Linked DNA regions of Mus musculus: all the other regions are linked to region 2. A link is a contact called in public Hi-C and promoter capture Hi-C data. All regions are on one chromosome and are shown on one strand. Each heading gives the region's core, a stretch centred on a gene start, on an enhancer-like site or on the middle of the called end of the contact. The rest is flanking DNA. Distances are from core to core; before and after follow the strand shown.

The links. Promoter capture Hi-C pulls out the DNA fragments that hold promoters and counts their contacts. Hi-C and Micro-C count contacts between places; a contact is called where the count stands out from the background.
Region 1: a promoter capture Hi-C map of liver shows a contact between it and region 2, with 5 times the contacts expected there. The contact joins the promoter of Fbxl19 here to the promoter of Coro1a in region 2. A contact is called at or near these places in 2 of 39 promoter capture datasets (liver and pre-B cells), 1 of 484 Hi-C or Micro-C datasets (embryonic stem cells) and 1 of 9 other capture datasets (adipose tissue).
Region 3: a Hi-C map of the CH12 cell line shows a contact between it and region 2. The contact joins the promoter of Orai3 here to the promoter of Coro1a in region 2. A contact is called at or near these places in 2 of 39 promoter capture datasets (liver and pre-B cells), 2 of 484 Hi-C or Micro-C datasets (the CH12 cell line and uterus), 2 of 115 datasets of contacts at active chromatin or transcription factors (pancreatic cancer cells and thymic regulatory T cells) and 2 of 9 other capture datasets (adipose tissue and liver).
Region 4: a contact with region 2 is called in a promoter capture Hi-C map of pre-B cells, with 2.6 times the contacts expected there. The contact joins the promoter of Bcl7c here to the promoter of Coro1a in region 2. A contact is called at or near these places in 2 of 39 promoter capture datasets (liver and pre-B cells) and 2 of 484 Hi-C or Micro-C datasets (B cells and embryonic stem cells).

Annotation. Positions count from the first base shown.
Region 1 is chr7:127,742,904-127,748,375 of GRCm38.p6, reverse strand. It overlaps Fbxl19 (F-box and leucine-rich repeat protein 19), which reads right to left and starts at 1,601. Exons shown (of 11, transcript NM_172748.2): 1 at 1,239-1,601; 2 at 1-126. The coding sequence starts at 102.
Region 2 is chr7:126,702,585-126,708,551 of GRCm38.p6, reverse strand. It overlaps Coro1a (coronin, actin binding protein 1A), which reads left to right and starts at 3,736. Exons shown (of 11, transcript NM_009898.3): 1 at 3,736-3,900; 2 at 5,378-5,576. The coding sequence starts at 5,379.
Region 3 is chr7:127,765,303-127,771,419 of GRCm38.p6, reverse strand. Orai3 (ORAI calcium release-activated calcium modulator 3) reads right to left here and starts at 1,605. Exons shown (of 2, transcript NM_198424.3): 1 at 1,204-1,605. The coding sequence starts at 1,431. It overlaps Fbxl19 (F-box and leucine-rich repeat protein 19), which reads right to left. Exons shown (of 11, transcript NM_172748.2): 10 at 3,757-3,975; 11 at 2,492-3,668. The coding sequence ends at 3,490.
Region 4 is chr7:127,705,676-127,711,996 of GRCm38.p6, reverse strand. Bcl7c (B cell CLL/lymphoma 7C) reads left to right here and starts at 3,231. Exons shown (of 6, transcript NM_009746.2): 1 at 3,231-3,561; 2 at 4,039-4,117; 3 at 4,456-4,564; 4 at 4,660-4,821; 5 at 6,185-6,270. The coding sequence starts at 3,470. It overlaps Mir762 (microRNA 762), which reads right to left and starts at 3,510; the gene lies at 3,435-3,510.

The sequences.
Region 1 (5,472 bases), core at 352-2,851, 1.0 Mb before region 2:
ATGGCAGTCCCCGCACTCAGTTCGCACACAGGCCCGGCAACGACGGCAGCGGGTTCGGCGTCGGCGCGCTCCGGCCCCCGGTCCCCGGCTGCTCGACGACATTGGGGGCGTCAGCAACGCCGAGGGCTGTAGGCAGATGGTTGGTAAGGTCAGAGAGGCCTGCAAAGCCTGGCCTGAGAGTCTCCTGGCCGCAAGCTCACTACACCTCTGATGGGGGCAGAGCTTCTGTTTCTACCCTCAGAGAAGGTCAGCCTTTTAGTGTGTGTCCTGAGCAGAGGGCCACTCCCTCAAGACCTCCCGCCTGCTGGAAGGAGGGACACTGAGGCCCCTCCTCTAACATCCCAAGCCCAGGTTCCTGGAAAAGGCTTCAGATCTGTAGCATTACCTGAGGGAGCTTCAACTCATACCTGTTGTTACCCACACCCCCCATTCCCTCACTGATTTACCTCCAGATTCCAGGGGCATGCACCACACTCTTTCCCCTCTCCCTTCTCTCACGTGGGTACTTAGTCATCCAAACCTTTCAAACCTTGGTACTCTAGCCAGACCCACTCCATTTCTAGTGACCCAGTGTGTGCTCTCCACTTCCCCGGGCTGACACCCCTGAAATGCTTAGTGTCCCCTCTCAGCCCACACACAAGTCCTTGGGGGCTCCAAATTATCCAATAGGATCCCTCAGGCAATCTGGGTAATCTCCCAGACTCCCTAGGATTCTACAAGTTGCCCTAACATCTCAACAAAATTCAAGGTGGGCTCGGCTTTAGGTCTTCCCGCCCCCATTCACATCTTACCAGCCTGCTTTTCATCCCTAATTGTCTGGAATCCCTGGGGCTCTCCTGCCCCTGGAAACCAGATCCTCTGAAATCCCACATGGACTCAGCAAGCCTGGGGGGGTCTCTTCCCAATCAGTCTTAGACCTGCTTCCCCCAGGCTTCTCCCTTTCCAAGGACTTCCAGACCATCCACAGGGTATGGGGCCCTCCAGCACTCCGGGGGAGGGGCCTAGAGGGCGGCGACTGGAGGCGGGGTGGAGGGGGAGGTCTGCAAGGGGCAGCAGGGTCGGGGAAGGAAGGCCACTTCCCTGGGGTTGGAGGTTATAGGAGAGAAGGTTGGAGAAGGAGTTTGGAGCAAAGGGAGGGTGAGGCTGGGGGCGGGGAAGGAAGGGAGAGGCCAGGCTGAGGATGAATGGGAGTGGGAGCTGCCCAGGTCTGGGGGTGAGGAGGAGCCGCATGAACCCACCTCACACGTGTCCCGGGAGCCATCTCTCCCTTCTCGGCAGCTCCCGGCGGGTCGGCGGCCATCGGCGGCGGGGGGGCCGGGCGGCGCGGGGCGCTGAACGCTCAGAACGCCGGGGTCCACGGCCCCCCGAGGGCGCTCGGCCCCTCCCTCCGGCGGAGGCCGGGACAGCAGCGAGTGGAGATGGGGAGCGCCGGGGGCGAGGCCCTCCCACGGGCTGCGGCGCGGCCCTTCCAGGGGGAGGTCCTGCTCTGGGGGGCTCAGTCCCTCAGCCCCCCCAGGCCAACGGGGGCTCCTCGGGCGCAGGGTGCTCAGCTTTTGCCCGGGCCCCACTCAGTCCCGGGTATGAGTCTCAGCTCCCCACCCCCACCTTTCCCCAAAGCCCCCGACCCTTAACTGGCCCCTTCCCAGCTCCAACTGCCCAGGGGTCCAGGGAAAGACCAGGGGCCCCCCACCGTTTCCGGGGTTCAAACCCCGCCCACCGCCGGTTCCCGGGGAGGGGGGGGTCGCTGCAACCTGCCCCCCTCCCCTGGGTCCGCCCCTGTACTGCGGCCCCCTGACCTACAGAGACAGGGCGCGCAGAGGGGGGTGAAGGAAGCTGCTCCGGCCCCGCCCCCCCCAGCCTGCACGCGCCCCCGCCCTCCCCCCTTCAAACGCGCGACCCTCAAGATATAAAGATTTAAATAAAATTTGAATAAATCCACTCCTAAAATGGGAGGGTATAAGGAAAGGATGGGGCAGAGGCAGGAAGGGGGTGGGGGCAGTTGGGATGTCTTAGCACCCCTACTCCCCTAGCCTCGCGCTGCTTCGGCCCTGGGCCCAGGTCGCCGCTCTCATCCCTCCTCAGCTCCTTCCTCCTTCCTCCTCTCCTCCCTCTTCCCTCCCTTCTTCCCACCTCCTCCTCCTTTTTACTCCCTCCTTCTCCCAGAGGAACCCCGCCCCCTTCTCCCTCCTTCCTTCACCACCTTTACTTTCCAGGACGAGCGCGTGCAAAGCACGACGGGAGTTGTAGTTCTCCAAATTCTAGCACTATCGTGGGAAAAGTGGGACACAAGGGCCAGCCGGTACTACAAATACGATGGCGAGAAGGATGCCACGCTGGAAGCCGAGCATGGCGGGAATTATAGTCCAGTTGACCCGAGACTCCCCGTAGCAGGACATAGAGAAGGAGCGGGAAGAATGACTACAAGCAAGATGGCCTTTTCCCCCGACCCGACCTCCTTTCCAGGCACTCACACGCCCTCTGGTCCACAACCCTCCGCGCGTGTGGTACCTGACGGGAGTCGCAGTCCAGCTGCTGCCTTCCCGCTGCCATTTCTACTCATCAGGAACAATGGAAAGGTGAAAAGAAACGAGGACTACAAGCAAGATGGCGATCGAGGGGCGTACACCTAATAAGTCGATCTTATGAAGTGGGATGGGAATAGTAGTTTTCTAGCCTTCCTATGTTCCTTTAAGAATGCCAGAACCGGGAGGATAAAGAGACTACCGTAAAGATGGCAGGATACCTAACCTTTCCTGGCTGCTTCATTCTACCACTTGGAGCTCCTCGCCCGCCTGAACTATCAAAATCCCGCACTCGATGATGCAAAGCCAGACGGGAATTGTAGTCTTCCTCGCTCCCCTCTTTATCTTCTGTCGAGACAATGGAAGTGAGCGGGGCGGGGACTACCACAAAGATGGAGGGTGAAGGAGCACATGATGCTATGGGATTTGTAGTCCAACCGCTAATACTATTCTCGGCGGATGTGTAGGAGAGGACTACTACAGAGATGGCAACCTAGTCGCTTGCCCCTCGGTGCCGGTACCTGGTGGGTTATGTAGTCTCTGCTTTAGTTGTACAGAGAAAGGACGCTACTGTTGAAATATGTATCACCGTGAACACGCCAAATTGCTAGCGGACGGAAACGGAAAGTCTCTTTGCTCTTGGCCTCCTTTTCTAAAGGGCTTGCAGGGAAATGTAGTCCCAAGTTTTCATTCTCCAGTGGCGGAGAATTGATGTCACCTGTGGGAATCAGTGCGGGAGAGAGAAACATCGGAGTGACCTGGGAATATAGAATGTCCGCCTTTTCGGATCGTGAAGATTTCATATTTTAAAAGAACGCAAACCATAACCAATATTGTCGCGACAAGGGAGGCGTGGTTCTCTCCGAAAAGTATACCCACGCTGTTGTTCCTTATAAAGACTGGACGTCTCGCACACGATGCTTCCTATCTTAAACCTTTGCAAATTAATACCTTACACGTGGTGCGAACCAAAGGAAGACGACCTTGGAATATACAAAATCTCCTTTCCACCGTAGGAAGTCATCAGACCTAAGTTTCTTACCCGAAAGGGGTTATGATTAATACTCACCTCCACGCTGAATTAGCGTTAAAAGTATTCAAGAAAGTAACCAGTTCTGGCACGGGGCGTGTGGCTGCAGTTATTTTTTCGAGCTCCCTTTCAGCCCAGCCGTTTTGGAAGCCCAGGAATCCATCATGCCGGACAGTTAGCTTCTGCGAAAAGAAAATTGACGAGTAGGCTACCCCCATCTTAACCCCCACCCCTCCCTCTTCAGTCCTCATCTGAGTCTTCCAACCATCTCTACCCAGCACTCTTCCCAGGGGGCGCCCTCTCTCCTTTTAACAGAGGACGCACACACTGACCAAATTTTCTCAACCTGAATTGTAGCCTTTGGAGCTGTGAAGCCTCATGCCTTGTCTTTTGAGCCTTGGAGGCTTCCGGTGAACTCTCAGTTGCCAAAGGGACTGCTTTGTGCCATGTGGATGACCTCCTGCGTCCTAGAAAATTTGCTCAGTACTACCCCAAGCCAATCTCTGCTTCCTTGTCTCTGCTGGGTTTCCAGCCCTACTGGAGACTTGGTGGGTGTGGTTTTTCTGCTTAGGAAGTTAACTCCGGTCAAAACTGTGTCAAGTCTCAGTTTGCTAGGACTACTAGCCTTAACCTAAGTAGGGGCTCCTTGCAGCCCCGTAACAGTCGTGGCTCCCAGGGAAGTGTCTGTCCATTTTAAATCCACACGGCGGCGTTTCTTTCAACTAGCAAGGACTGCTTTCTGGCCTTCTAGCGCTCTCCTTGCGTGGACCAAAGTTGTACTTTTTCATCCATCCCACGTCTCCACCCAGTTGTTTACCCATCAAGTTCCTATTAAAATTCCACTGCCACAATAAAACCTTCTAGTAATTCCCAGATGAGCTTTGTTTAGTGTCCTTTCCACTAACTTGGAAGCTTGCTGGATGCACCTCACAGGTGTTGTTTGGTTTTGCCCTGCTGGGAATCAAACCAGATATCATTGATGGGAGGCAAAGCACTCTGCAAGGAGTTTACATCTCAGTCCCACCTGGAATACCAAATGCGTTCAGCCTCTCATTTGATCCTAAGAAGCCTGTAATAGCCAGGTGGCACACCTTTATGGCCAGCACTTGTGAGGCAGAGGCAGGAAGATTTCTGAGTTTGAGTAGTCCTGCCTGGTCTACAGAGTGAATTCCAGGACATTGAGGGATATACAGAGAAACCCTATCTCGGGAAAAAACAAAAACAAAACAAAACCAAAAAACATCCCACCACCACCACCACCACCAACAACAACAACAAAAGAAGATGGGCTTGAGAGAGTGAACACACAAAGAAAGATTTTTAGTTTGTATTCTACCTCAGGCAGTGACTGTGTCTTTTTCCCATTGGTTGGGGCCTGGCCTCACAATCTTATTCAGCTGGCTAGTCTGAAAAGAATTGGTGCACCGGAAATGGAGGAGGGCAAAGCAGTCACTGTCCCAGGCCATCAAATCCCTAGAATAGAGTAGTGGGCCTCTGTGCAGACAAAGGTTTGACAGGGTGGGAAGGAATGAAACATTTGCATAAAAGTCTGACAAAAAGGAAGAAATGTAAAAGATTTTAAGTCCTTCTCCAGGACACACATTTTTATCGTGTGTGATACAGAAAGGAAAACTCACAGTTGATATTTTTTTACACTCAGCTATACACAACAGATAAATGATAGAGCCAGAATTTAAACTCAAGTCCAGAGCCCAGGTTGAGAACTTCTGTAACATTTATAGACTAATCAAAATCCAGTTATGTGCATTTAACATGAGCACAGCAAAATTAGCATATAAAGTTAGACTTCTAATGTATCTTCAAAAATTCTAAAGTCAGGCTGGAGAGATGGCTCAGACGTTAGGAGCACTGGCTGCTCTTTTGGAAGTCCTGAATTTATTCCCAGCAACCTCATGATGG
Region 2 (5,967 bases), core at 2,487-4,986:
TGTGTGTGTGTGTGTGTGTGTGTGTGAACGTTCTAACTTATATTTCACTATACAGGAAGGTTGAGTGATTCTGGCCCGACTTGATCCGGACGCTCCAATGATGCACAGAATCTGTCTTTGTGTCTTACCTCCCCAGTTCTCATGTGGGCTATTCTGAGTAGTTTTTTCCTATACGGTGACAAGATGCTCTCTCTTAGGGTTGTGTTTTCATATTCCGTGCAAAGAGGGCTTTCCCCACCTCACACAGCTCCAAGATGGGACTCTTTTTCACAGCACAGATCAAATTAGTGATCTTCCCACAGCTAAGACAGGGAAAGTGGAGTTCACTAGACAGAAAAGCATGGCCACAGGGTGAATCCCAGATGGTCTGATTTGGAATGCAACGTCCCTAAAAGAAAACCAAGGTGATGTCACAGATGAGGACTCAGGGGATAGCCGAGTGGCAGAATGCTTGCCTGGGATGCTCCAGACCCTGAGTTTGGTCTCCAACACACGTATACACCCATACACACACACACACACACACACACACACACACACGCGCGCGCGCGCGCGCGCCTTTTTTAGTGAGAAGCTGGGCCCACCTGTCACTGAGCTAACACTCACTCTTGTGTTCTGTCAACATCTGCTTTGGAGAACCCTCCCACTGGTTTCTGTGTCTGTCCTCTATAACAGCTTCCTGTCTTCATGCTATCTTCCCCTTCCCATACTGCAGACTGCGCCTAGGCGTGTGACTGCCTAGCTTTCTCTTGCTAGCCTGTAAGGCTCACCGCCCCCGAAGGCATGGGTTTCACCGAGTTCTCTGTTTGAGTGTGAGTACTAGGCCCCCTGGGGCTGAAGGTGGTATATGTCTATACACTTCCTGCCAAAGCGAGTGAGAGCACCACCAAATAGTAGCCACCCTCAGGGTGGAAGGTGGGTTTAGGATTAAGTGAATATAGTACTTTTTGTTTGCTTGTGTTTGAGATAAGGTCTTGCTGCGTAGCCCAGGCTGGTGACCTGCCTCAGCCTCCAGAGTATTGGAATTGGAGGCCTGTACCAGCACACCCAGAGAGCACATAAATCTATAATGTTTAGAACAGTCTGGCATATAGTAGCTGCATAATAAACACTAGCTATTATTGTTTGCAGGAAAGGCTTGAGATGGGATCTCATATAACACAAACGAGCCTTGAACTCCTTACTGTAGCTAAGAATGATCTTGAGTTTCTGAGCCTCCCATCTCTGCTATCCAATATTATGGCCAATCACCATCTTACCTGGTTTTGTTTTTTTAGATTTTTTTATCTGTTATTTTTCTGAGACAGAGTTTCTGTGTGTAGCTCTTGGAACTCATAGAGAACTCATAGCTCTTCAGGCCAGGCTGGCCTCACAATCAGAGATCCGCCTGCCTCCACCTCCCAAGTGCTGGGATTAAAGGCGTGTGCCACCACCTCACGATTTAGATTTTTTTTTTTTTTTCCTGAGACAGGGTTTCTCTGTGTAGTCCTGGCTGTCCTGGAACTCACTCTGTAGACCAGGCTGGCCTCGAACTCAGAAATCCACCTGCCTCTGCCTCCCAAGTGCTGGGATTAAAGGCGTGCACCACCACTGCCCGGCCACGGTTTAGATTTTTAAGTTTTATTTTATGTCTGTGGTAGTTTGAATAACGATGGCCCCCAGAGGGGCTCATACGTTTGGATGCTTGGATCACAGTTGGTGGAGTGCTTGAGATTAATGTGGGGTCTTATTGGACATTGGAGGAAATGTGCCACTGAGAGTGGGTTTTGATGTCTCAAAAGTCCACACCAGGCCCAGTCTCTGTCTCTGTCTCTCTCTGTCTCTCTCTCTCTCTCTCTCTCTCTCTCTCTCTCTCTCTCCATGACTGTGGATCAGAATGTAGAGCTCTCATCTACTGTTCCAGGACTATGCCTTTCTGGCTCCCCCCTCCCCCGCCCCCCAAGGTGATCATGGACTAACTAACCCTCTAAAACCGTAAGCAAGCTCCTAGTTGAATTCTTTCTTTTATAAGACTTGTCTTGGTCATGGTGTCTCTTCACAGCAATAGAACAGTAACTAAGGAAATGTGTGTGGTTGTTTTACATGCCTGTATGTATGTGCATCACATGCATGCCTACAGATGGTTTGTAAACCACCATGTGGGTGCTAGGAATGAAATAAATCCTGGTTCTCTGCAAGAACAGTGAGCGCTCTTCACCACTGAGCTGTCTCTCTAGCCCGGCACCTAGCTTATGTGATGCTGGAGGCCATGCCTTTATGCATGCTATGAGGTGTTCTGCCAGCTGAACTCCATTCTCAGCCCCATTACTGTTATCACTTTAGCTGGAGACTCTAGAGTCGCTGGCTACAGTCACAGAGCCTCAGGCACTATCCAACCCTGTACTGAGTAACTGCAGAACACTTCAGACTACACCTTACGCACCGCACCGTTAGCTGTGAGGTGGGCAGGACTTCTTGTTTCTCTCCTACAGAAACTGAGGTTCAGGGAGGTGGGGCCTCTTGGCCAAGATCACACGGCTAATCAGTACAACTGGAGCCCCTTCTGTTCTTTCGAACTACTTCTACCTTAAAGAAGAGTTTCTTCTGACTGGGTCTTGCTATGTAGCCCAGGCTGGCCTCCTGCCTCAGCTTCCTGACTACAGATGACTGTCAGCACACCTGTGTCCTTGAGCTTTGCTGACACTGCGCCTCAGCCCCCTACCCTTCTCCAGAGCCACTTGTGGTGTTTCCTCTTCCTCCCAGGATAGCCCAAAGCTTTGGTAAATGGCAATAATGAAAAGAACCAACATCTTTTGGGTTTTTGAAACAGGGTCTCACTATGTAGCCTTGGTCTGGAGCTTACATGTGGACCAGGCTGGCCTTGGTTTCACTGACCCTTCTGCCTCTGCCTCCGTAGTAATGGATTTACAGGTGTGGGCCACCATATCTGACTGTAAGACCCCAACACTAATTAATACCTGCCACTCTGTAGATGCAAATCCAGCTATCCTTGGAGTGACCATCTCCATACGAAGGCAGGTAAGACTGTTATAGACAGGAAACTGGGGCTGAGATTAAATTAACCTGCCCAAGGTCACTCAAATGAGTGACAGCCAGGAGTCACAACAATGGTTCCAGCAAAGGCCTTTCTTCCTCTGCCCTTGCTACCGTGACAACCCACTCCCCTCAAGGGACAGGAATGGACCACAGCCCAGCTGTGTGTGATATCAGACTTCTGTGTGTACTCAGTGGCTTTTAAACTGTGTCAGACGGACTCCCGACTCCCTCTTCTCATGGCCCGAGAGCTCTCTAGAGGGGGAGCACTACTCATTTGCCTCCATAGCCCCAGCACAGAACAGGTGCTCCATAATGCCCAGTTATTTTACTTCTTCCGGGCCTCAATGCCACGAAGCAGAGGACAAGGGTGTCCCCGCTGAAGCCCTAAATCCCTAGAAAGGAGAAATGACCCCCCCAAGGCCTCCCAGAAATCCATTTGGGGTAACGACAGGAGAGGTCCCTCCTGTAGCAGAGAAGGCTCTCAAGCTGGTTGAAGCCGTTCTAAAGCTTTCTCCGGTGCCAGGGAAAGGACCTCGAGGAGGCAGCGGGCGGCTGGGGGAGGGATGAAGGAACGGGATATTTTTGCGTTCTGACATTAAAAGAAGAGTTGATTCGCGTCAGCATCTGTTCGGGGGTTGGAGCTGACAGCATGGGGAGCGGTCCCAGTCTTGCAGCCCTGGAGCGAAGGGCCGGGCCTCCATGAGCTCCGCCCAAAGGGGCGCTACCACCCGGAGGAGGCCGGCGCACGGCCGCTGCTCATTCATTGTCTTGACAGAGCATCCTCGGTGGCCAGCCTGCAGCTCCTCCATCCTTCTCTCCTTCCTCCTCTACTTGGGAGGGGTCACGCTCAGCTCTCCGCAGCAGGTGAGGCTGGGCGCCGGGGGAGGGCTGGTCACAAGGGCCAGGCAACGCTGCCATGGGCCACCTGTGGGGCCAGCGCCAGTGTGGGGGCAGGACTGTGGGACTGTGGGGGCGGGCGAGCTGTCAGAGCCACCAGGCTGGGGACAGAGAGCCGGTTTGTGAGCCCCGCCAGGAGGATCGAGGACGAGGGAGTTCGAAGGGGCAAGTAGGTCCCAGAGTGCTCCAAGGTGAGGGCTAAGGACCATCGTGACCAAGATGGAGGTGGGCTCCTGGGAGCGGCCGTAGCTGGGCTCAGAACCTATGCCCCGGGGAGGGAGCTTCTGAAGGTGGGGGATGCAGGGTGGGGTGAGCCAAGTAGCTGCCCTGAGCTTTGAGACAGGAAGGGGTTGAGTGCAAAACAAGACTAAGTTCCCCTTTCCGTGGTTTCCGGGCTTGGTACCTGGGTGGGGGAGGAGGCCGGGTGGGGCACATCTTCCGCCCCTACCTTGGATTGGGCTTTCCTTCTCCCAAATCCAGACTGCTCACTGGGGTCTTGTGTCCCCTTCCTGTCTTGGAGACTTCACTCAGGCACTTCACCTGCTTTTATTTTTAATAGACCTGGGAGCCTCCTTGGTGATACCGGGGTGTGCGAGGACTGGAGTCCCAGCACGAAGGGGCTGAGTCCCCCATTAAGGCAGAGCAGATGGGTGAGGCTGGGGAGGTGGATAGAGGCTCTGGGCAGGATGCCTTCCACAGCGCAGCCGAGGTTCCTTTACTGAGCAGGAAGGAGGAGGGATTGGGCACAGGATAGAGGCAGCCCCTGGGCTTCACTAGCTGGCTGCCTAGCCACAGTGGGTAACCATCTTAGCGGACCTCAGGGAAGTCAGGGTGGGCCTCTCCTGAGTGTAGTTTAACGGAAGCAGAAATGGCTCAGAAGAACATCTGCTTTTTTTCTGAGCGGAGGTTAGGAGCAGAGGTCTGGGGAGATGCTGGGACCCAAGCCATTGCTGCTTCTTGTAGCCAGAAACCTGGGGAAGCCATCCTGCTACTGCATCCCTTCCTAGGCAAGCTGGCTTGCATCCCTCTGTGTGCCATCCCTGAGCTGGAAGGCCAGGGAGAAGCCCTGCCCTGCCTTTAGGAAGCTCTGTGTGAGGGATGTGGGATCTAGAAGAGTTCGATAGGAGGGAACCTATCTCCAGACTGTCTGGACCACTAGGAAGGAGGCACTGTGTCTTAGTCAAGAACCAGACCCTTGGAGCCACACCATAGCAGGCTGTTGTAGGGGCTGATGGTGCAGGATTGAGGGTGTGGCTTGAAGTGCCTGGGAATTTGACAGAAAAACTGGGGAGGGTAAGCAGGGAGATAAGCAAGCTGTCAGTCATGGTCAGGGTGCCTCAGACGCCATGCTGGAACCCTCAAGGCCAGGCCAAGGGTTGCTCTGGGGATGACAAAGTGCGGCTGGGATTGACCCAAAGAAAAGTTTACAATCTGTATCCTTCAGGATGAGCCGGCAGGTGGTTCGCTCCAGCAAATTCCGCCACGTGTTTGGACAGCCAGCCAAGGCTGACCAGTGCTATGAGGATGTGCGCGTCTCACAAACCACTTGGGACAGTGGCTTCTGCGCTGTCAACCCCAAGTTCATGGCTCTGATCTGTGAGGCCAGTGGGGGAGGGGCCTTCCTGGTGCTACCCCTAGGCAAGGTGAGCTTCCGGAACCTCAATGGTCCTGGGGAGGACTCTGCTGTCCATGGAGACTGTGGGGTCCTCAGTAGCTGACTGTGACCCAGCTTCCCTGGGGTTCTGTGTTGATATCTGTAAAATGGGACAGGGCCATTTGCTACTTAAGCTCTCTGGGGACAAAACAAGGGGGGCAGGTCCCCCAAATCTTGGCTTGGGGTTTTCTGCTAAGGATAAGGCTGCAGGTCTGGCGAGGACTTTGGGGACCCTTCAAGCGTAAGCCCTGGTGGAGACGAGGCAAAACCCTTTTTTTTCCTCCCCTCTGAGCCTGCTGTTCTTCAGCTGAAGTTCACTCCTGGACTCCTCAGGGGGTGAAACAGGAAGGGGAGATAGGCCCCAAGTTTTACCTTAAAAG
Region 3 (6,117 bases), core at 356-2,855, 1.1 Mb before region 2:
TCTGCTGCACACTGTACTGTTCCTTTAGAAGCAGGCGGAGCCACGTGGTTCAAACACAAGCTGCTGTGCCCTTCTTTCTGTGGTGCTGATTCCTTTCAGTCAAATGTCCTCAGGAACTATGGGGCTGTTTGGGGGAAATCTGGGCCCCTTACAAGCAACAGAGCAAGAGCAACCTTTAAGATTACAGATTCTTTCGTCCTGATATTGAGGTTGCAGAAAAAAGGGAGGTATTGACCTAAGTTACTTTTATATGCCCTCACCTTAGCTCCCTCCAAGGCCTATTTACACAAGGGTACATTATGAAGGGTGCCCTCCCCCCAAGTGTGAAGAAAACTGAAACTAGCAGAGCTTCACTCCACACCCATACCCTGCGGAGCATCCTTGTCTAAACAGCAGCTTCCATGTAGTCTAGATAGCACACTGTTCTAGAAGAGCCTCCTTTGCTAAGCGGAGCTTGTTCTAACACACCTAGTTCTAGGGGGTCTCCATAAGAATCCCACATCCTCCTGGACAAAAGCTTGGCAGACCACAGAGACAGCACCTTCTATGATGTCACAACTTCCTAAAGATGGCAACTGGAGTGGATGTCGACTTGGGGCCGCACAGCTGGCCCTAAGTAGGGAGGAACCAGGACACATCTGCAGGCCACACTCTGGAATCTTCAGTTCCACTTCCCGGGGCCACTGCTGGGACCGTTAGCTGACATTATCCTCCCACACCTGCAGTTTATCAGACTTATCTGCTAGCTCCCTGATCAGCTTCCTTCCCCAGCAGCTTCCTCATGGTTTCTTAGTTTTCCCGGCAATTCTCTGTGCCTTCTGAGAGGTGGGCCCTTCAGTCAAATGACTCTCACATACACTATCCCCCTTCCCCGATCTGGTTGATATAGGCTCTCATTCAGCTTTGACTGCCTTTCAACTCTCGAGGACTTGGTAACTAAGCCACTTCAGACTTTCCCCCCACCAGTCTGCATCTGCTGACCTCTTTACTCCCTTCTTCCACGGCATTTCTGGGACCGATCTTCAGTCTGTTTATATTCCTAGAGCTGTGCCCGACATAAAGGGTTTTTCCAGTCCCTTGGGACTTAGCTCCTTCTTTTATCCTAAAGAAACCCTTTTATTCAGTCCAGTACTGGGGACCCATTTTCTTGACTTCTCCCACCACGTGCTTTACCCACCCCGTGTACCCCCTCCCACCCCTCACCATGGCGAAGCCCGACAGCAGAGCAGATGTGCGGCTGGAGGCTTTGAGCTTAGCCCGGCTGAGGTAGAGGCGGCGCCAGCTGAGCGCCCGCAGAGAGTGCTGACTGGCCCCCATAAGGTCCAGGTAGCCGCGGTGCACGAACTCCCGGTACGTGGCTGAGCCCGCGGGGCTGTCCACCTCCGGGTTCAGCGGGGCCTGTTCGCCCGTGTCCCCCTCGCCGCCCTTCATCCTGAGAGCAGTTACACCACAAGCGCAGATGGTCAAGGAGGGGCCGAGGCGCCTTGTATCCCCAAGAAGGGACGGCCCAAGCGCGGGTGGGACCCCATCCTGGGTGGCAAGGCAGACCCAGCGGGAACAGTTACGGACGCGTCTAGAAGGCCCAGGGGCCGAAACAGGAACTGGGGCAGGGGCGGAGCCCGGTGACCACATGATTGGGTGGAGCCGTGAGACGAACCCCTGCAGTCTGCCCACGGGCAGAGATCTCAAGGGACCCTCTAACCCAGGCCACGACGTGAATGCTCAGCCTCAGCTTTTGCTGGGACTTTGCTGGCCTCAGACCACCCAGTGTATGTACCTGGACATTCACAGGTGTCCAGACTTCCACACTCCTCTTTGAGCAGTCATCTCAGGAAAATTAAGCCCATTTTCCTCCCAGAGACCAAAGGAGCCCCTTCCACCATCCCTACCCACCACTCAGACTCGACACCGCAGACAGACACAAAAAGTCAGCGGCCCCGGCTAGATTCTGAGTTTTATAGCAAACCTTATTGTACAGACTTGTGGGGTTAGGGGTCCAGCCCGGCTGGGTGCCCCACTTGTCCCTCGCCGGGGTGCCTCCTCCCCTCCCGCAAGCGGCCCCACCGTCAAGCCTTTCTCCAACCCCAGGCCCCCCCTCCTGCCTTTGGTCCGCCCAGCCCCCGCCCCCAACCCGCGCACCTTCCTGTTACCTGAGGTATGTGGATAGATTCCCCTCCCCCCACCCCCATGTAGTACAATCCAGTTCCCCCTGGCCTAAGTTGAGTGGGACCTAGACCTGACTCCTCCCTCAGGCTCTTGAGACCCCACCCCCACACTGGAAGAAGGAAAGGGGTGGGAAGAGGGGAGGTGCCAAGAGTCTGTTACTAAGTTCCCACAGCAACTAAGAGGGACCGTTTCCAGTCTTAGCACTGATTTCCGGAGGTGTCCATTGGCTGCTATTTCCATGGCAACCAGGAGTGGCAGTTCCCTGGGCAAATGGGACACGAGTTTCCATGACGATGAAAGAATGGGAAGAGCCAAACTGGAGGAGTCCCATCTTGCCCATCTTTAAGCTGACATTTCCCCACCCCAACTCAAGTGAAGGGTGGAGCTGTTCAAGACAGTAATGCAAGAGAGCTAGGGGTGGGACAGTCCAAACTGGGTACCCATAGCCCAGTCTCGGTCAAGCTGGTCCCCTCACATCACACTCCCCCAAGTCCGAGATTCCCCCGGTTCAAGTAACACTTCAGTACAGATGAATGTTCAAGTATTGTGTAGAGAGCCAGGCAGGGGTCTGGGCTACCCCTCACCACTCCCCTGGGCCACCGAGCTTAACAGCAGGTAGACCCGCGGCCCCTACTCCTTGCAATAGCTGCCATTTTCAGTGACGTTCAAGGAGTCAAGGTCGGGGAAAACTGAAATCTGGGTAGAGGGAAGGGGAGAGAGGCAACCCTACGCAGAGGGTACTATCCCCACATCTGCTCCTCTCCCAGCCCCCAGTCCTGGCATTACCTGGCTTGTAGCGCCCCCTGTCTTGACACTCGGATCCCCAATTGCTCCTCTGTTTTCCCTTTTTGGCCCCCCATCCCACCCAACTGGTCTTTGTTCCCTGAACCCTTGTTGGTCTGATTTCTGCCCTCCCCACACCCATCCATCGCCTCCCCCAGCCCCCAGTATCCTGTGTACAAGATACCATGTCACCTCATTTTCCCTACTCCAGACTTGCACCTTCACCGCCCCTCCCTCCCACCATCCCTTTGGCTCAGCACCTCCCCAGTACCTCTTGACCCACTCCCCAGAGGGGATGGACAATGAAGCAGGTGAAAGGGAGAGATGGGAAGCAAAGACCCCCAGAGATATCAGTGCAGGTGGGAGAGAGGGAAGGCTGGCTCAAGTCCCTGGGCAGGAATCCCAAGTCATTAAACTGAGGAGTGCCAAGTCATGAAGAAAATAACCTGGCCTCCCAACAGGGGGTGAAATGAAGGCAAGAGGTCCAGGTTCTCTGGCTGAGTCCTGGGGAAGGGAAGGGAAGGGGGCATCGGCACCCAACTAGCTGTCCTTGAGAAGCAGTTTCTCTTCTGGGCAGCGAAAGGGGCCAGGGGGCCCAGCAGCCGCCAACCGGGCACAAGCTTCAGGTGAGAGCTGGCGGCAGGAGCGTAGGTCCAGGCGGCGAAGACGTGGGCATCGACGGAACAGTGGAAGGCAGTGGTCCGTGAGGCGGTGGCACCCTGCGTAAGGGGCAGCAGCAGTTGAGATTAGACAGCTAAGGAGGTAGCACACGGTAGACAGGGACTTCACACGGGGGATCGCACTTACCAGCGAGATTGAGGTGCACCAGTGTTTCTCGAAGAGGGGAAGTAGGAGCCGTGAGGAGGTGGACACTGGGGTCCCCAACGTGGGCGCAGTGACTCAGGTCCAGGGCACTGAGCTGGGGAGCGTGGCGCAACAGGAGCCTCAGGGAGGCATCTGTGAGCTCCAGACCAGCTAGGCGAAGTTCTGCCACCCCCTGCAGTCGGCCTCGACTCTCAGTTTGCCCTAGGCAGATAAAGTAGTATTAGCGCTCCTCCCAGCCTGTCCTCGTGGTCTTCATTATCTGCCCTACACCTGCTCCCAACAAGGGAGTCTCCTCAACTGCTGCTGCTCCACATGACTGGCTCTTCACAGCAACACGTGGCATCTCAGCTGACCTGCTCCTATCCCCTCAGGGAAACCTTCCGGGAGAGCTCTCAAGTCTCAACATTCCTCAGTCCTAAGCCCCCATCTCAGGGATCTGATACACTGTATACATTTTTGCTTTTTGACCCTTTCCTCCCTCCATAGAAACGGCAGTTCCAAGCAAGCAGGAACTTTTGCTCAATGCTCTGTCCCTAGTAGGATGCTCGGTGTCTTTACCCATTATCCAATAAACAGCACCCTCCACCCTCCCGTGACTACAGAGGCTCAACAACAGGCTTGCTTGAACTCCTTTCATTCGTTCTGCACCAGAACCCGGTCTGACTGCAGGCACCCTCCCCACACCCTTGCTATGTAACTCTGCCTGGACTGAATTGCCTGTGTAGACCTACTTGGCCTCAAATTAGCAACAATTCTCCCACCTCTACCTCCTGAGTGCTAATGCCCGATCTACTTTCTGGTATCAAGAAAAGCATTCTCAAACACAAATGAAATAGTATCTCTTCTCTACCTGACCTTTTCTGGTGGTGTGTGCAGGTTAGGCTTTTTGTTTTGTTCTTTTGTCAACTTGACACAAGCTAGTGTGTCTTCATCTGCAAAGAAAATGTCAACTTAAGAATGTTCTCCACTGTCGGGCAGTGGTGACTCACACCTTTAATCCCAGCACTTGGAAGGCAGAGGCAGGCGGATTTCTGAGTTCGAGGCCAGCCTGGTCTACAGAGTGAGTTCCAGGACAGCCAGGGCTATACAGAGAAACCCTGTCTCAAAAAACAAAAAACAACAACAAAAAAAGTTCTCCACCAGATTAACCTGCAGGCTAGTCTGTGAGGGCATATATATATTTTTTATGTTCATATCATGTTCAATTCATGACATGAGATGGCCCAGCTCATTATGGGCAGTGCCACCCTATGGGCAGTGCCACCCTGGGCAGGTAGACCTGAGTAGTATAAACATGCAGGCCGAGCAAGCCACTGAGTGCAAGCCGTGCAAGCCAGTAAGATGTGAACCTCCATGGCCTCTGCTCTGCTCCCCGTCCTGCCCGAGGTCCTGCCCTGACTCCATACTGAACTCTAAGCTGTAAGATGAAGTTAATCCTTTGCTCCCCGAGGGCCTCTGGGGACTTCATGTTTCATCACAGCAATAGAAACCAAGGCCTGGCTAACTCCCTGATACAGCATTCATCTCTCTGAGTCCCACCGTTGTCTCAGCTTCACTGAGGCTACATTCCACAAGTGGCTCTGTCCACAAAACCCTACTGGGATGACCTACACTCAAGAGACTGCTAGCCACTGCAGAGTGAGTCCAGAGGCAGCCTCCTCCCCTATCTCCGGGGGAAAGAGTTCAGAGTCCTCCTACCCCCACACTACTGGCCTAAGTCCCTGAGGTGGACTGCTGGCCCCACCCCAGAATTGCAGCAAGCCCAGAACTGCACAAGGCCCAAGATCTTAGATTTACTTTCCTTCCAAATTCTCTTGTGATAATACTGCTGAGCCTTTAACTCCACTTGAAGAAGCCAAGCCTTGAGGCTCAGTAGTTAACCACATATACCACTCTTCCAGAAGACCTGAGTTCAATTCCCAGGACCCAGTATGCATTCTGACACCCCTGGCCTATGTAAGCACCTGCACTCATGTGAACATACCCCCTACACAAACATATACATATAATTTAAAATTTAAAAAAAAATGTAAGAAGGAAGCCACATTTCTATTTAATCACTTCTGCTTACAGATGAGAACACCTGTCCCAGAGCACATGATTACAAAATAGCAGAGCCAGGACCCCAGAGCACCTGATTACAAAATAACAGAGCAAGCTAGGACCCCAGGCCAGGGCTGACTCACACTCTTATCTCATTTTATAACAATACCATAGTCACTTGCCAGGCAGTAACCTGGCTCTAAAAAATACATCACCAGACATCACAGTCCAAGGTAAGTTGCCAAAACTGTGCTGTGGCATATGACATCTGCACAGTGCTAAAACTCTGTGTGTGTGTGT
Region 4 (6,321 bases), core at 1,982-4,481, 1.0 Mb before region 2:
CAGATGATGAGGCGTCAGATGAAGGAGTATAGGCATATATTTTTTTTCTTTTTGCAACCTACTTTTAATAAACGTTTAACCTCTCCTCTTGCCCACCACCCATGAGAGGCAGTGGAAGAGAAAAGTTGTTAGAATATGGGGGAGGTGGACCTTCTCAGCAATAGTTCTTTGGGGGGCAAGCTTGGTCTCCTTTGTCAGCAGTTCAGTCCCATAGCAAACACCAAACACTCAGCAGCTACAGTCCAGTCCTCTAGGCAGGCAGACGCCATGCACAAACCAGCAGCTGTAGTTTAATCCTGAAGAAACTGCAAGGCTCACCAACTGGCCCAAGGCCACTGAAGCAGCAGCTGCCACAGGAACCTCAGGAGCAGCTCTTGGCTGGGTTTCTCTCAATGGTGGTGTAACCACAAGTTGAGCTCAACAACAGTATGTAAGGTGAACCAATACACTCGTGTTCTTAGGGAAGTACAGCAAGGCGGAGCAAACCACACCAATGCTCAGTGTCCCACTGACCCTGGGGTCACATTTCTACTCCTTCATCATGGGACCTTTCACCTGTGTCTGCTTCAGGACAACATTCTTTCATGTGTCTGCTTAACAAGACATCCTTTCACCTGTGTGCCCCAGCAAACTATCATTTGATATAACTGACTTTCCAAACCAGAAGTTTCCACTTGAGTGGAGCTTGTGAGAAAGGAAACTGGAAAAGCCTGCGTGAGAGGGTTAACACAAGCAGACTGTCAGAACAAAGTTCACTGGCAGAGCACACCATAGGTGAATGGTGAGGCCACAATGTCAGCAGTGGCCACACACACACACTAACCAGCAGTATGTATTGGGTATTCATGTGTGCCAAGCACTATCCTGAATGCTTGTATATACACATTAACTCATTCCATAATAGAGGAGGCAATGAGACAAATGACTTGCCCACGGTCACGCAGGTGTGACAAGCAGAGATTTTACTTCTTACCGTTTGGAAACGCTGCCAGTCATGGTGGACATGGTCACACCAAAACGTCACAGACACCCCTCACACACATAGCACAGCAGACTCGTCCTATCTAGTGACAGCGCAGCTTCAAATAAAAATCATGCGAGACACTCTCATCTTCTTCCCTTTCATTTGAGTGTGTGTCGGGGCCATGTGTGCGTCTGAGTGGGTGCTGGAGGAGACAAGAAGGCATGGACTCCCCTGGAGGGGATTTACAGGCAGTGCGACATGGGTGCTGGGAACCAAACTACTATTCTCTGGGAAAGCAGTAAGAGCTTTTAACCAGGAAGCCACGTCGTCGTCTCCAGCCCCCGCTTTCTTTCTTTCTTCTTGAGATTGGGTCTTACTATGTATCTCATTATTGGACCAGGCTGACCTCAAACATGTAGAGATCTGTCTGCCTCTGCCTCCTGGGTGCTGGGATTAAAGTGTGAGCCACCACATCTGGCCTTTTTTCTTTTAAAGGAAAAACCAAAACGTCTCTCATTTATTTTGCCTGTGTATGATGTGTAAGAGGTGTGGAGGTCTGAGAGCTGTCAGGAGTGGGTTCCCTCTTCTATCACATGGGCTCCCAATTTTTGAGCTTGGGTCATCAGGCTTTGTGGCAAATGCCTTATTCACTGAGACATCTTGACAGCATCCATTTTAAGTAAACCTTTAGCTGAACTATAATAGACACAAGAAATATTACACAAGTATTAAATGTACATCTTGACAGACTTAAGACCAGTGTGACAAGCGGGTCCCAGAAACCCCTTCTTTTGCTTGGTAGTCCCAATAGTGATCACTGTCCAGACCCCCCCCCCAAAATGTATTTGTTTTCTGTTATATATAGAATTATATGTAGGTATGTATGTATATAATTCTAATTATTCTAATTATTATTCTAATGCATGCTGTCACATCTGACTTCTTTCATCCAAGATCTCTCTTCACTGTTGCACATAGCTGGACTCTGGTGATTCTGGCTGTTCTGTCCGTGTCCATGGTAGAAATAGGTTGTAATTGCTTTTCCATTCCATTCTTTTTTTTTTTTTATAAAGATTTATTGTTATAGCTGTCTTCAGACACAACAAAAGAGGCCGTCAGATCTCATTATGGGTGATTGTGAGCCACCATGTGGTTGCTGGGATTTGAACTCAGGACCTTTGGAAGAGCAGTCAGTGCTCTTACCCACTAAGCCATCTCGCCAGCCCCTTCCATTCCATTCTTTGTGTTGTTTCCAGGTTGTTGCTACTGTGAAAAGAGTCCCAAACTTTCCAGTATTCATATCTTGGTGTTCATACAGACACCACATTTTGTCCTAGTGAGGTTTCTAGTGATGTAATAAACACCATGACCAAAAGCACCTCGTGGAGGGAAGAATGTAGTTCAGCTTGCAGTGATAGTCCGTTATGAAGTCAGGGAAGGAACTTAAAGCAGGAACCTGGAGGCAGGGACTGAAACAGAGACCTTGGAGGAATACTGCTTGCTGACTTACTCCCCAAAGCTTGTCCAGCCTGCTTTCTTAGAGTGTTCAGAGGTGGCACTGCCCTCAGTGGTGTGGGCTCTGCCACATCAACTACCATCAAGAAAATGGCCCCACAGACTTACCCATAGGGCATCTTGATTGAGGCCCTTTCTCCACCAAGGTTCCCTCATCCCAGCTGACCTAGTTTATGTCAGGCTGACAAAAAACTAGGCAAGCACACATTTCTTCTGTTGAGTGTTGATAGCTTGGGAGTGGAAAGTGTTGGAAAACGGGGTTGGTATAAGTTTTTCACTGGAAGACTATCAGTTTTCCAAAGTATCTCTACCAATTACACAACCTGATTCAAGGAATGCCAAGTTGCTCTGCTACCCCATCTACATGGTCTTTCTCATTCCCGCCATTCTGGCTGAGGAGGCCCGCTCTCCACTCGCAGCGTCTGGCGCGTACTTGGCACTGTTCATGGGACTGTTCAATGAATGAATGAACAAATTAAGTTGGGCAGCGTAGAATCAAACAGCCTGGAGAGGGCAGACGCGCGCACAGAGCATTTCAGGGACGCCCACCCGCCGCGGACGCACACCAGGACAGTCCCTCTCGCGCACCCCTGAGCCCACGTGGCCGGAACGCACCGCCTCGCTCGGGCCGCGCGCGTCCAGCCGCACAGCTGCCCCCCAGCTCTCCCTCTCCGTGGCTGGCAGAGGGCGCTGTGCGTCCGTGCGCCCCGAGGGGCGGGCCCGGGCCGGGGCGGGGCTGGCCGGGCTTCCAGGCCGGGGCTCTAGCAGCCCGCGCCGCCCGGGCCGCTCCGGGGACGGGCCGGGGCGGGGCGCGGTCTTAGGAAGCCAGGCGGGGACGCGCGGAGGCGTTGGGGAGCGAGGGAGGGCGCGGCCAACTCCCGGAGGGACGGCAGGCCGAAAGAGCGGCGCTGGGGCCTGGCGCTCAGCCTGAGATCGCCGGACCACAGGCCGCCCCGCCACGGGCTCTGTCCCGGCCCCAGCCCCGCCAGCATGGCCGGCCGGACCGTGCGGGCCGAGACCCGGAGCCGGGCCAAAGATGACATCAAGAAGGTGATGGCGACCATCGAGAAGGTCCGGAGATGGTGAGCGCTGCCCCCGGGCCAGGGATACAGCCAAGCCACCTCCTCCAAACGCGTCCGCCCTTTCCTGGCCCGCTGCCCCCGCCCACCAGCTGTGCTCTGAATCGACAGGGCGCCCCCTTTCCCCGGCAATTCCCAGAGGTCTACAAAGCGTGGTCCGGAGTGGTGCTTTCCCTGAGCGGGAGCCCTCATCTATGCCCCGCCCCCTGAAGCTTTTGACACTCTAGCAAGCTTGGCCCCGGGTCTTCATTGCCAGAGTCCCTGGCCAGGCCTTGGTGGCGCCCTGCTGAGTGCCCCAGGTGTCTGCAAAACCGCAGCTCCAAGTTATATCCGTTTCTGCTTTGCCCTGGGGTTTGAGGGCTCTTTCTGCTTCTGTGCCAGTGTTAGCGAAGCTGTCCCTACCCTAGCACACCTCCCTGACCTCCAGTCTGTGGGGCTCATCCTTGGGCCTCCCTGATCCAGTCTCCTGACCTCCCACAGGGAGAAGCGCTGGGTGACTGTGGGAGACACTTCCCTTCGAATCTTCAAGTGGGTGCCTGTGGTGGATCCCCAGGAGGAGGTGAGCAAGCCCCAACCCCCAACAGGCCTTGCATCTGTGCAGCCTCAAGCAATTTCCCTCCCAGCCTTGGCCTCCACCTTCAGTCGGCTTGGAGACTCCAGTGTGGAGCCCAGGCAGATGGTAACGATTATTAGGGGGCGCGAGCGCACTTACACACACACACACACACACACACACACACACACACACACTTTCTCCAAGTTCAAGGCCTAACTCAATCTACACAACCTGATGCAGCACCTTTCGCTTCTCTGAGCCTAGGTTTCCTTATTCGTATTGAAGGGCTTTGTAAGAGCTCCCTAGACAACTAGCTCTGATCTTACCTCTCTAACCCCCAGGAGAGGCGGCGGGCAGGAGGCGGGGCAGAGAGATCCCGTGGCCGGGAGAGACGTGGTAGGGGCACCAGTCCCAGAGGGGGAGGCCCCCTCATCCTACTGGATCTCAATGGTATGTAGAGATTCTGGAATGGAGTTGGGTGGGGGGGACTGAAGGAATCCCCTGGGGATCTCTGGCTAATTAACGCGCGGCTTTTGCTTCATCAGATGAGAACAGCAACCAGAGTTTCCATTCTGAAGGTTCATTGCAAAAGGGTGCTGAGCCCAGCCCTGGGGGGACGCCCCAGCCCAGCCGCCCTGGATCACCAACTGGACCCCCAGAAGTGATTACTGAAGATACTCAGCCCCCACAATTGGGTCAGGAGAGAGGTAGGGCCCTGTGGCTCTCAGGAGCCCTCTCATCAAAGTTGAACCCACCATCCTGTCCTTGTTTCTTATATTATGTCCTCTCACCCGGTCCCGCCTCCCTCAGGGAATCTTCCCTGACCCTGGCAGAGATCACCTCCAGCTGTGCCTCAATCCTCCGGCTTCTTAGATCTGTAGGGAGCATATCACCAGCTGACTTTTTTTTTTTTTTTTTGCAGATTTATTTCTTTGCTTGCTTATTGTCTTTTTCTGTTATCATCTCCTGTCAGCCATACCGATCTTGATCATGTGGGATGCGTAATAGATGTTCAGGGAATAAATAATTCCAATAATCATAGGGATTAATAGCAGTAGATTAACAGCTAACAGAACCGCTTGTCTGTGAGTCGTTCCTCTGAGCACTCCGAAGTTCTGTTGTTTGTTTTCGCATTTAATCTTCACTGTCATCTTTTGGGACCAATGATTCTATCATGAGTCCTCTCTGTACACGAGGAGACCAACATCCAGAGAAAGATGCCCAGACTTAAGAGCCAGTGAGCAACACCTTGGGCCTGAGCCTTCTTCAGCTCCTCTGTCTTCAAATAGTCCACCCCTTGTCTGGTCAGTACCACTTCCCAGGCGTGCCTGACTCCTGTGCCTTTGGCTCTGCCTTCTCGTTTCTCCCTTGTACCTGCTCTGGCCTCCACGCCTGTCCCCGGTGGCTGCAGAGCAGCTCTCCTAAAGCACACGTTCGAGACGGCTATTTTCCTGCCTCACATCCTTCTTCGGCTCCCCGCAGCCTCTGGTTCCTTCACTTCACACTGAGGCCTTGACAAACTGTTGCCGCCAAAATTGTTCCCCTGTCAAGAACACCATGACATGGCCCCTGGGCCATACCGAGATTGTTCCAAATACTTTTGCTAATATAAACGGATAGGGCAGGGGAAGCGTCCAGTGGTAGGTGCTTATCTGACATGCCTAAGGCCCTGAGCCCCATCTCTACTACCACAGAAATGTAAGAAATGAATGAGTAAGTGAATGAATGAACTTGCTACCTGGCACTTACTGAGCAGCTCCACCCTTGACCCCCACACACAGCAGCCTCTCGTGGTCTGACTGACACTATTTCCATTCTGCAGATGATTTAGGATCCGTGGTTGCTAAGCATCTATTTCTGTCTGCCTAAGTTCTGCTCTACCTCTGTTGTCTCCTGGCTCACTCCCCACTAACGAGATCCAACCTGACTGAGTCTGCCTTCCTTGGCAACTAGGGATCCCCCTCTGCTGCTGCCATATGTGACCAGTGCCTGCCTGCTTCTTTTGTCCCTGATCCATTCTCCCACCACAGAGTAGCTGCTTAGGAAGTCTCTCTTTGCTTGGTATTACAGATCCAGGGGGGACACCTGCAGGCGGTACTGATGAACCCCCAAAGCTGACCAAGGAGGAGCCTGTTCCAGAATTGCTAGAAGCTGAGGTGAGAGAGGCCAGAGTCTGCACTCTGGCCTTGTGGGGACTGGAGGCTTTG